2 separate regions of the Sus scrofa genome follow, and region 1 is linked to region 2. The links are chromatin contacts, called in public Hi-C maps. All regions are on one chromosome and are shown on one strand. Each heading gives the region's core, a stretch centred on a gene start, on an enhancer-like site or on the middle of the called end of the contact. The rest is flanking DNA. Distances are from core to core; before and after follow the strand shown.

Region 1 (5,659 bases), core at 836-3,335, 180 kb after region 2:
CGTTTTTAGTAAGAACTTGTCAAAGTTAGGTAAAATGCAAGTGTACCACTTCTTTAGTTTCTGTAATAACAGCATTTTGTAGTAATCTAGCCCTCACTTTCTTTCCCTTAAGACATCTTATTTTGAACCCACAGTTCAAGGTCTAATTCTTTCTGTGCCATTTTATCAGAAGCAATGAGACAACTTAGGCCATCGAAGAAAAGAAGTCAATAACCTTGAGCTGAGATGGAAGAGAAAGAGTCAAGTTGAATTACAGAGCACTTAGCTCCAGATATTCAAGGAGAAAGACAGGCCTGTGTCAGCTAAAGGTTAAGGGGATCTGATAGTCCTGAAAGCAACTCCAACCACAGTCCAATCTAATTGCAGGCCTGCAAGCCGGTACCAACGATAATGCAATAGTAAATCACTGTTGAGCACAAGCTGTCTCTTCAGGGCCCCAGTCAGCACCAATCAGGCCCTTGGCAGCTTTTGCCTTCAATTATCTCTGAAATGCCAGCCACTGGCACCCTGGAACCATCCTTGAGTCTGTTTGTCTTTCTCTCTTCAGGCTCTGAGCTGGAGCTCTGTGGGGTGAACTATTCAACAAGTTGCAGGAAGATAAGGTCCTGAAGCAGTAAATCAGGGTGGCCAGAGGAGGACAGAAATGCCCCGAACATGGCATTGGGCATGGAGAGTGGCTGACAGATGCTCCTGTGCCTTGACTGAGAGAAAGACAGAGTCTCCTAGGGTCCCTGCATCAAAATTCTAATTCTGCCACTGTGTGAGGTTGGGCAAATTTCTTACCAGTTTTCACTGGCTTTACTATTTTATTTTATTTATTTTATTTTATTTTATTTTATTTTATTTTAGCTTTTTAGGGCCATTCCTGAAGCATATGGAAATTCCCAGGCTAGAGGCTGAATCAGAGCTGCAGCTGCCAGCCTACACCACAGCCACAGCAATGCCAGATCCGAGTTGCATCTATGATCTACACCACAGCTCACGGCAATTCCGGATTCTTAACCCACTGAGCAGGCCAGCGATTGAACCCGCATCCTCCTGGCTACTAGTCAGTTTCGTTACTGCTGAGCCATGAACTCCCTTCATTGGTTTGAAAAGCACATTTCCCCCTGTAGTTTAAAATCTCTGAGATTTTAGTGCACTGTGCCATGGGGGAAGCCTCACAGTCATAATTTTCAGAGTTTTTGATTTCCTTTTGTGGGGCTACATAAGATAATGTCATGCCCAAGAACAAGGCCCTGTGCTAATTGATTTCATGGGTTTTACTTCACTTTATCACAAGGCTCTGAGGCTACAATGATCTCCCTACCTGTCGAAGATCACAAAGTTAACAGCAAAATAGAGACTTGAATCATTTCTCTGATACTGGTTCTCTAGTATGATGAAGGTGTGATCCTATCCCATGCTTTCCCGACCATAGAGATGAGCTCAGAGTTGACTGCTGCCAACCCAAGGAGACCCCGGATTTTCTACTGTCTGGAATCAGACCTTTTCTTCTGGGTTCTAGTGCAGGTAGACAGACTTTTCTATCCATTCTGGGAAACTGGATTAATATGTTGAAGAAGGTGTCAGGAGCTGGATGAGAACTACCCCAGGTGTTTTAGCAAAGAATCCTGCCAACCTGTCTAACCCTGACTCAACCGAAAGACCATTTCTGGCTCCTCCTGGTTTGAAGCTCCAGCCATGACAGCCTCGCATAGAACCGAAGGCGGTGGGGAAACACCATCAGGGTCTTGTTACAATGGTTTGAACTCAAACAATCTCCTGATGGCTCCTCTGGGCCAAGGCCAACTGCAATGGTGTGTTCCTCACAAGTAGTCTTTTCCCATTTCTGGGACTCCCTGAGGTGTATTCAATAATGCACTCCTCATTCTGCAGCAGATGGAAAAGTGTTTAAAAAGGTGCCAGGTTTATTTATGGAAGCATGAGATTGAATTTAAGAGATGCGCTTTGCCAATATGAAATGTGAACTCTCAAAACAGGAAGTGTCTTTTACTGCCTATTTATTTTATTGCCGTATCAGCTGCCCAGAGCCGAAGAATCCTTCCTCTCAGGAATTATTTATTTTCTAACTTCTGAACCAGAACATCCTGACCATCAGCACTCACGCTCCTTGCTGCCAGATTCCCAACTACAAACATGTGCCTCGCTGTCATTCAGAGGGGATCCACTGAGGTTTCAGGGAAAAACATTTGGACTTGAATAGTTTGTACTGAATCTTTTTTTTTTCTTTAAATGTAAGCAGAGATGTTTCAAATAGGTCGAACCAAATGACAAAAGATGATACAAATCTTAAAATCGCGCTTAGAATAATGGAGGAATTCTTGAATTTTCTCATAGATCTCGATACCCAGTATTCTCTCATTACCATTTAACTGATACGAAGAATTTCTTGGAAGAAAACAAATATCTAATCATTTGGACTGGCTGCTATGTATCTGGTAAGAATGAAAAAACGGACCACAATTTAGTGAATTGTTCAGGGTACAGCGCTCCGTCTGCCCTGATATTTTCCCAACTTTTCAGAACTGAAAGTTACTACTCTAGCCTTCATTAAATAACTGAAAAATAATTTGTCAGAAACAGCATTTGGTATTTGAAGAAACAGCCTAATGTACGGGAAGGCACTGAACTGGGTCTCAACAGGCACTGGATACACGTGAACAAAAAACAGGCTTTTGGAGAAAGCATGAATATTATAAAAAGGGACAGAGATGCTGTTTAAGAGTTCTTTCAGTTGTTAGCAAAATCCATCCCACTGCAGTCCACTAGAGTGATCTAGATCATTCCAGTCTGAAGGTTTCCGTAAAGGTACCTTTTCACACGTGGACTTTACCTACAAAAGCCGAAATGCCTAGGAGACCCTCTCAGGCAGAAGACATGTTACAATTGTGCCACCTGCTGGATACACTCTGAATCACATCATTTCCTCGCGTCTTTCTCCCACTCAAAACTCAATGGGAGGCTCCCTATTGCTGACCGAGAAGAGTCTAAAATCCTCCGCTTTCAACGTCTTTATGATTTAACACAAGTTTACTTTCAGGTCTCATTTCCTAACACTCCCTTCATGGGTACTTAGCCTTGAGGTAAATCCAGAACTTTCTACCTTCTCTTTCTCAATCCCAGAATTAACTCAAGGCACAAGCCAGAGGACAATTGCAGAGAAGTTGAGGAGGTTCAGGGCAGAATCTCCACAGGAAAGAAACCAGAAGGTATGGATGCCCCAATACCCACATTATGTAGGACACCGAATGCTCACAACAACCTGAAGACTGTTTCTCTGCAGTTACTTAGAAGGTTTCAATAGGAGAAAAGTTAGCAATAGGAAAACAGGCAGAGGACATGAACACATACACAAAATGCGCATATTAAATTTCAGAGAACCATGCATAAATTCCCAAATGATCAAAAATGCAAATTAAAGTCAAGCAATATTATATTTGTCTATCAAATTTGAAATGGTTGTTTCTAAATGATGCTGTGTTGTGCTGGTGAGGGTCTAGAAAATAGATCCTCTCAAGGAGTTTTTGTTGTGGATCGGGAGGTTAAGAACCCAACTAGTATCCATGAGGATGCAGGTTGGATCCCCATCCTCGCTAAATGGGTTAAGGATCCAGTCTTGCTGCAAGCTGCAGTGTAGGTTGCAAGTATGGCTCAGATCCTCTGTCACCATGGCTGTGGCGTAAGTCGCAGCTACACTCCCAATTCAACCCCTAGCCTGGGAACTTCCATATGCTGCAGGTGTAGCCCTAAAAAGAAAGAAAGAAAAAGAAAAGAAAATTGATCATCTTGTAGGCTTTTGCAAAGCAGCATTTCTAAAGCACAATTTTTGAGTGTTCATTACAAGCTTTAGAAATGTGCTTTCATTCGGAGTTCCCACTGTGGCTCAGTGGTAATGACCCTGACTGGTATCCATGAGGATGAGGGTTCAATCCCTGGCCTCAGTCAGTGGGTTGAGGATCTGGTGTTGCCATGAGCTGTGATGCAGGTCGCAGACATGTCTCGGATCTGGCCTTGCTGTGATGTAGGCCTACAGCTGTACCTCCGATTTGACCTCTAGCCTGGGAACTTCCATAGGGGTGGGGCCCTAAAAAAAGGCACCCAAAAAGTTGTCTTTAGGATACAATCACAGGTTGTTCTATAATATATCCACTAGAATGGTGGTTATCACTGCAGGATTAATTGGAATAGATAAAAGGTGGAAACAAGTTACACGGCTAACCATAGGAGTATATCATATGGTACATTCATATGATAAATTTAAATAGTGACTATAATAGATATTGTGATAATAGTGCTTATTATGTATGTATTGTTCATATGCTGTTTAGAGGAAAAAAAGAAAAAGATCGGAACAGCCTATTCTGTTTGCTTCCACTTTTTTTTTTTTCTCCCCCCTGGTGTTTTGAGGGCTGTACTCGCAGCATATGGAGGTTCTCGGGCTAGGGGTCCGATTGGAGCTGCAGCTGCTGGCCTATACCATAGACACTGCAATGCCAGATCCAAGCCACATCTATGACCTACACCACAGTTCACAGCAACACTGGATCCTTAACCCAGTAAGGGAGGCCAGGGTTCGAACCCATGACCTCATGGATACTAGTCAGGTTTGTTAGCTCTGAGCAGCCATGGGAACTCCTATTTTTGTTTTTAAGATATGTGCATAGAACAGTAATCACAATAATAATGCTTCAAATATGAATGATTACTATTAAGAAAATTAAAATAAATATTAATAATAATGATCCAGGTTGGTGGAAATATGAGCGATTTTTATTTATTTTCCCCAAATTTCAAAATGTGTTGCCGTAAGTTATATATTTCCTTTTATGATATAATATTTTTAAGAAAGAATATGATTTTTTAAAAAAACCTAGTGAAAGTAAGATCCATGTTAAGTTGTATCTGTGTATAGTTTTCGATTTGACTAAATCCTACTTGTCCTAATTGTTGCTTTTGGTCGGTACTTCTACAATTAGATGTCTCTGGATGCCTAATAATTCCCTGTCTGCCAGATCCTCTGTGGGCGCGGATGTGGTGAAATGGTGCCAGAACGATGCCAGGTAAGTACTGTAACTACGATGCCAGGTAAGTACTGTAACTAACAAAGTGTTCTGCAAAGTATCTTAATTACCACTCTCAGGAGCTGAAAAAATGATACACGAAGCAGCCCGATAATTCCATTAGAAAGGCTCCATCCTAATGACATCCTTCTCTTGAAGGAAGAAAACTATTCATGCTCAAAACGGTCATGACCGTGTTACTGTTAACAGCGAAACGTTTGAAAATAATTTAAACATCCAGTCATTGATAGAGGGTCCAGTGAATCCTAGGGTATGCATTCAATGCAACTTTCAGTAGCCATTAAAATAACTCTTGAAAAGGACATAGCAGGATCTAAATGTCCAAGGCATAATGTTAAGTGAAACAATAATTTAGTGGAAGAAGACACAGTTGGCGTCTTGTGATTTTGAGTATACACAGTAAGTCTGTCTGTCATGAAAGAGAAGAAAATGTGTTAAAAAAAAAAAAAGGTAGAACAATTAAAAGCGCCTTAAAATCCATTGTCTTTTCTTTGAGATAAAAATAATCCATGTTCTTTTTAGGTTGCAAATCTCTGCCCAGGATATGAGGCTAGAATGCAAAAACCCCAGCTGTT
Region 2 (5,260 bases), core at 518-3,017:
TCTGTATCCTCAATACTTAATCCAGTACTTGGCATACAGATGGTGCTCAATAAATATCTGTAAGCTAAATAAGCAAAGCAAAAAAGAACTCTATAAGAGTCAGTGTGATATGATGGAAAGAGCAAAATTTGGTGACCTAGCTTTGAGTCCCAACTTCAATACTTCCTGGATTCCTAATATGGGCAGGCCAACACCTAGGACTTTCTGAACCCAATCTCTTGTCATAATACGACAGTGATCCTCAAGGTATAGGTGTGAAAACCAAATGAAGAAACACGTGAAAGTCTTCTTATAACAATAATACTACCATTTATTGTGTGGCATTTATATGCAAAAAATATCTACCATTTAACCTTTAATTCCTTTGATATTTTTTCCTAGTATCCCTATATTCCAGAAAGAATTATATACCCGGGCCCTCTTTATCTGTTGGTTTCAAATGTTTACTTTAAGAGGTAGAAGTGGATCTTCTCTTGACCACATTGTAGCCATTCAGCTGGAGGCTAGCACCTGGGCAAGAAGGTAGGTCAACAGTTTTAAATTCAAGTCAAAATATGTGTGAGGGTGCTCTCGAAATATACAAAAGCACACCCAGTACGATACTATTATGAACATGATTTTATTTCTTGTTCAGAGGAATTACAATAGTCACTAAACACACCTTCCTGATCCTCAAGCTTCGGGTGATATTCAGGTTTCCCTTAAAGCATGTTACAAAGCATGGTAGGATAAACAAAGTAGTGGTAAGAAGCCTAAATAATGTGAAACCACTCTTTCCTACAGTCCTGGGAATAAAAGCAAAAAGGGAACACAAGAACTTGGAGATCGTGCCAGAAATTCCATTTTGGAAGGAGGATACTGTCTTCAAAGCAGCCAGTGCCTCCCACTTCTCTCTCTTTTGATATACAGACCATCATCAACTTTGTTTAAACTATTTCTCATCATATGCAACAACCTAAGGATCAGATCCTAACTATTTCTGGGGAAATGCCGCACTTCCTAGGGCAAGTGAGAAAAGGACATTTCAATTTTATGGCAGCCTGAGCAAAAATGTCATCTAAAGGAGGCTGGAGGAAAAAGATAGAGAAGTAAAACATTATAAATGAACATTCTTTCTTCCTCAGTGTCTTAACAAGGAGAAGAAAAGAATTTGGGGCCAGATAAGGAACCCAAGCCAGAGATACTGCAGCATTTTACAGCTTGGGGTCACCAGGAGAGGGACAAGTGGAGGCCAGGATGGAGGAGTAAAGCAAGTGATAGGCCAAGAAGTGTAGGGAAATGTGTGGAGTTAGTCCTTGGAGGCTATGGAGTGAGAAAAGGGAAAGAGAAATGGGAGGCAGCCAGAGAAGGTGTTTGGGGCTGCTTGAGAATATCAAATTTCTTTCTAAGAACAATGGGTCCACATGCACAGTGACAGACTCTAAATCAAGAAGAAACTAGAAATACTAGGATAGTCCAAAGGGACATTGCTACCAAGAGTCCTCTCTCCAGGCAAGATAGGTTAGTTATGTCAGACTGCTCCATCCCTGGAATGAAATACATTTGCAAACGTGGGAGAGATAAAGCAAAAAAAAAAAAAAAGTAATTCTAAATTTGGGAATTGATTGAAGAGTAGAAAAATGCAACTTTCAAGCTTGAGAAGGGTGGGGTGAGGGGAGATGACATAAGCGGTTGTGAAATTACAACTGAGGAGTTGTATCATTTATTCAGGAGTTGGTGAAAATTCCCAGAAGGGAACATATGGTGGAATTGGCCGTGATAAGCCAGGACTGTACTCACCAATCTCTGTGAGTGCAAGAGGAATTTGGAAAATTCCAGGAGAAAGCATAATGAGGCTACAAACTGGGACCAGGGGACTCCATCAGATTCATATCTTTCACTAAACATTCAAGGCACTGGAAAGCTTTTGAGTCTGTTTTTCTCATCTGGTTGAGAAAACTGAATTGTAGCATGACAGTTCTCCTACTATTAGGTTGAGGAGAATAAATGTTTCTTTCCTCTCTCCAGCTCCTAGGAATCAGGAAGTCTCTCTCTATCACTTTCAGCAACCAACTCTAGGATATCTTTGTTGCTTACTTTCTAACTTTTCAAATCTTTAAAATTGAGGCTCTCCAAACAATCCAAAGAGAGGTTCCAATCTCTTTTAACTTCAAGCGACCTGATCACAAATCTTTAAGCAACAAGCATAAGCAGGGATGCAGAACAAGCATAAGCAGGGATGCAGAACTAGAGCAGTAAGCTTGTATTCCATCTTCGAGAAGATCCATCCCAAAGTTAGAGAGATGACTGATTTCCTTAGGACCACAATAATAACTGTAAGAGAAATAATGATAGTGCTAGCATTTATTGAGTGCAAGACATTATTCTAAAATGTTGCCACATTTCATCCTCACAACAATCCTATGAGGTAGGTGGGTCCATTTAGTACCCACATTTTGCAAACAAACAAAAAAAAAAATGAGGCACAGAGAGAGTAAGTAACTTGCCCAATAGCACTTACTAAGGTTTGTACTCAAGCAGATTGGTTTAAGAACAAATGACATACATGAACCATTATGGAATAACTTGCTGATCTCCATGTGCAAAAGAACTTCCTCAGTACTACACAGGGAAAAAATTTCCCTGACCTCACAAGTATTTTCCTTTGCACTCTCATAGTATTACACACTGACCCAAATTAATCGATAGTATATTACTATAATTATTTGTTTAAATATCAGTTTTTGTGCTTAGTATGTGAGCTACCTGAAAGTAAAAATAATATTTTATCATATTTTCGTCTTGCCATTCTCAAAGTCTAGCCTAGGCCTGGGAACTTCATAAGCACTCTATAAATTGTGTTAAAGGAATGAATACAGTCAATTTTTTCATTAGCATTTACTATATGTCTATTATGAGCCAAGTCCAATGCAAAACACTGAGAACAAAAAAGTTATTGGTCATAGTTCCTGCCTTCAAGATGCTCTCAACTGAATTGGAAATTCAGATGTATCAGATGAATAAATGGAAACTGTCAAAAGAGAGTAATATGTACTCTGACAGAGTAAAGTATATGATATTACAGAGATGTAAAGAAAGCACAATCCTAGCCTTAGGATGCTGATGAAGGCTTACTATAAGAGGTCTAAAAGGACCCTCTGGTAATTAGTCAGCAGCAGGGACAGTATGGTGCAGGCCAGAGGAAGCATAAGCATTTGGACATTTTCAAGTGACTGGATGTTGAAGTAACATCAATTATGAAGACAAGTCCATTGGAAAATAATACTGAAAATGCAACCAGAGGTCAGATTTAAAGAGCAGCGAATGTTAAAAACTGAAATTCATCCCTGAAGATCATGGGAAGTCATTAGCGTGGGACAAGCAAACGATGGAGCGATACTAAAAGAGACTAGTTCCACTTCAGAGGAGTCAGCAAGAAAGCTGACACTTAAATGTTGGATGAAAATGAAGGCAAAGAGGCTATCAGAAATGGAGAGCAAGTTCCAGAACCAGCAAAGAAGCCAAGAGCTCAACTGGAGGATGTCAAGGGGTAGAAGAACAAAAGCAGCACAGGGTAGCTAAGAAGAGCAGTATCAGAGTCATGCAGGACTGCACTCAAACCTTAGCTCTTTTACGGAGTGCTGTGTAACCTTGGCAACCTTATTTTAATGCCATGTGACTTAGTTTCTTTTTCTATATGATGCAAATAAAACCACTGAGAATTAAATGAGATAGCATGTAAAATGCTTAACTAGAAAAGAAGGTAAGGATTTCCCTGTATTATGTTGCCCAGACTTTGCCAAAGAGCAGATACGAAATGCAGGGAAACTCTTACCTTCCTTCACAGCTGAGCATTTTACATGTTACTGAATCATCACATCAGTCTTACATGGTCAGTGAAGACAGGAACTCTCTGCCTGCAATGGTCCTTCAGAAGTCATCCTTCTCTGTACATATTCACAAAGCTCCGTGCCTTTACTCATTTCATATTCACCATCTTCACCCTCTACCCCACCATTCCCTAAGCCTCATGCTTTTAGGATTCTATCCCTTTCATTACCCACATCTGCTGCCTCATTCAAATTGCTCTTTTCTTGGTATGAGACCCCTTCCTGGAATCTACCATCTAATGTATTTTGAGGGCCTGGCTGGCTAGGAAACCCAGACCTCATTCATGTGCACTCCCAGATGCCCAACATCACACCAAGAAAGTCCACTCACAGCTTATGTCAAACCTGGGATTTTCACTTCAAGCAGCATATTGCTAATCATCCGGATGAAACAGACAGCCATCAACTATACTGGCAAGACATTTTTTGAAGTTTCAGTTCTATTAAATTGCTGCTTCTTGGAAGAAACACTTGTATTCAATCCACACACTCTCCTCACTTCCCCCAGCCCACCATTTTATATATACAGTTTTACATATATTATATTTACTTGTATATTATAAATATATACATGTGTATATATAATATATGGTGTGTGTATGCGTATATATAAATACACATATAATATATATAATATATATAAATATATTTTATATATAAATACATATATTTAAATATATATATATATATATATATATATAATATCAATATGCCCCTAAACAACCAAAGGTCACTGAAGTAATCAAAAAAGAAACTGAAAATACCTGGAGACAAAAGAAAATAAAAACATAACAAACCGAAATCTATGGGACACAGGAGAAACAGTTCTAAGAGGGATGTTTATAGCAATATGAGCCTACCTAAGGAAGCAAGAAAAATCTCAAAGAACAATCTAACCATTCGCCTAAAAGGACTAGAAAAAAAGAATTAAAACAAAGTTAGTAAAAGAGAAGAAATAATAAAGATCAACATAGGAATAAATGAAATAAGACCTAAACCAGAAAAACTTAATGAAACTAAGAGCTGGTTCTTTGAAAAGACAAACAAAACTGATGAACCTTTAGCTAGACTAACCAAGAAAAAAAACGAAAGGATGAAAATGAATCAGAAATAAAGGATAAGTTACATCCAACACCACAGAAATACAAAGGATCATAAAAGACTGCTATGAACAATTATATTCCAATAAAGTAGACAACCTACAAGAAATGGATAAATTCCTAAATGTAATTTTTGTCTTTTTTTAGGCCCGCACCTGCAGCATATGGAGGTTCCCAGGGTAGGGGTCGAATCAGAGCTGTAGCTGCCAGCCTACAACAAAGCCACAGCAACAGCAGATCTGAGACATGTCTGCGACCTACACCACAGGTCACAGCAATGCTGGATCCTTA

What was found. Hi-C and Micro-C count contacts between places; a contact is called where the count stands out from the background.
Region 1: a contact with region 2 is called in a Hi-C map of omental adipose tissue, with 4 times the contacts expected there. The contact joins two enhancer-like sites. A contact is called at or near these places in 7 of 47 Hi-C or Micro-C datasets (embryonic fibroblasts, heart right ventricle, mesenteric adipose tissue and 3 more).

Annotation. Positions count from the first base shown.
Region 1 is chr3:119,568,641-119,574,299 of Sscrofa11.1, forward strand. No RefSeq gene overlaps it. Among named protein-coding and RNA genes, the nearest start is that of RDH14, 120 kb to the left of the region's middle. Within about 2 kb of position 2,086, at least 6 of the 83 cell types and tissues checked have an H3K27ac peak or open chromatin away from gene starts, as enhancers often do. A contact at or near this core is called in omental adipose tissue, where this site is marked.
Region 2 is chr3:119,387,919-119,393,178 of Sscrofa11.1, forward strand. All of the region lies in intron 3 of LOC106509892 (a long non-coding RNA gene), which reads right to left. Among named protein-coding and RNA genes, the nearest start is that of RDH14, 63 kb to the right of the region's middle. Within about 2 kb of position 1,768, at least 3 of the 83 cell types and tissues checked have an H3K27ac peak or open chromatin away from gene starts, as enhancers often do. A contact at or near this core is called in omental adipose tissue, where this site is marked.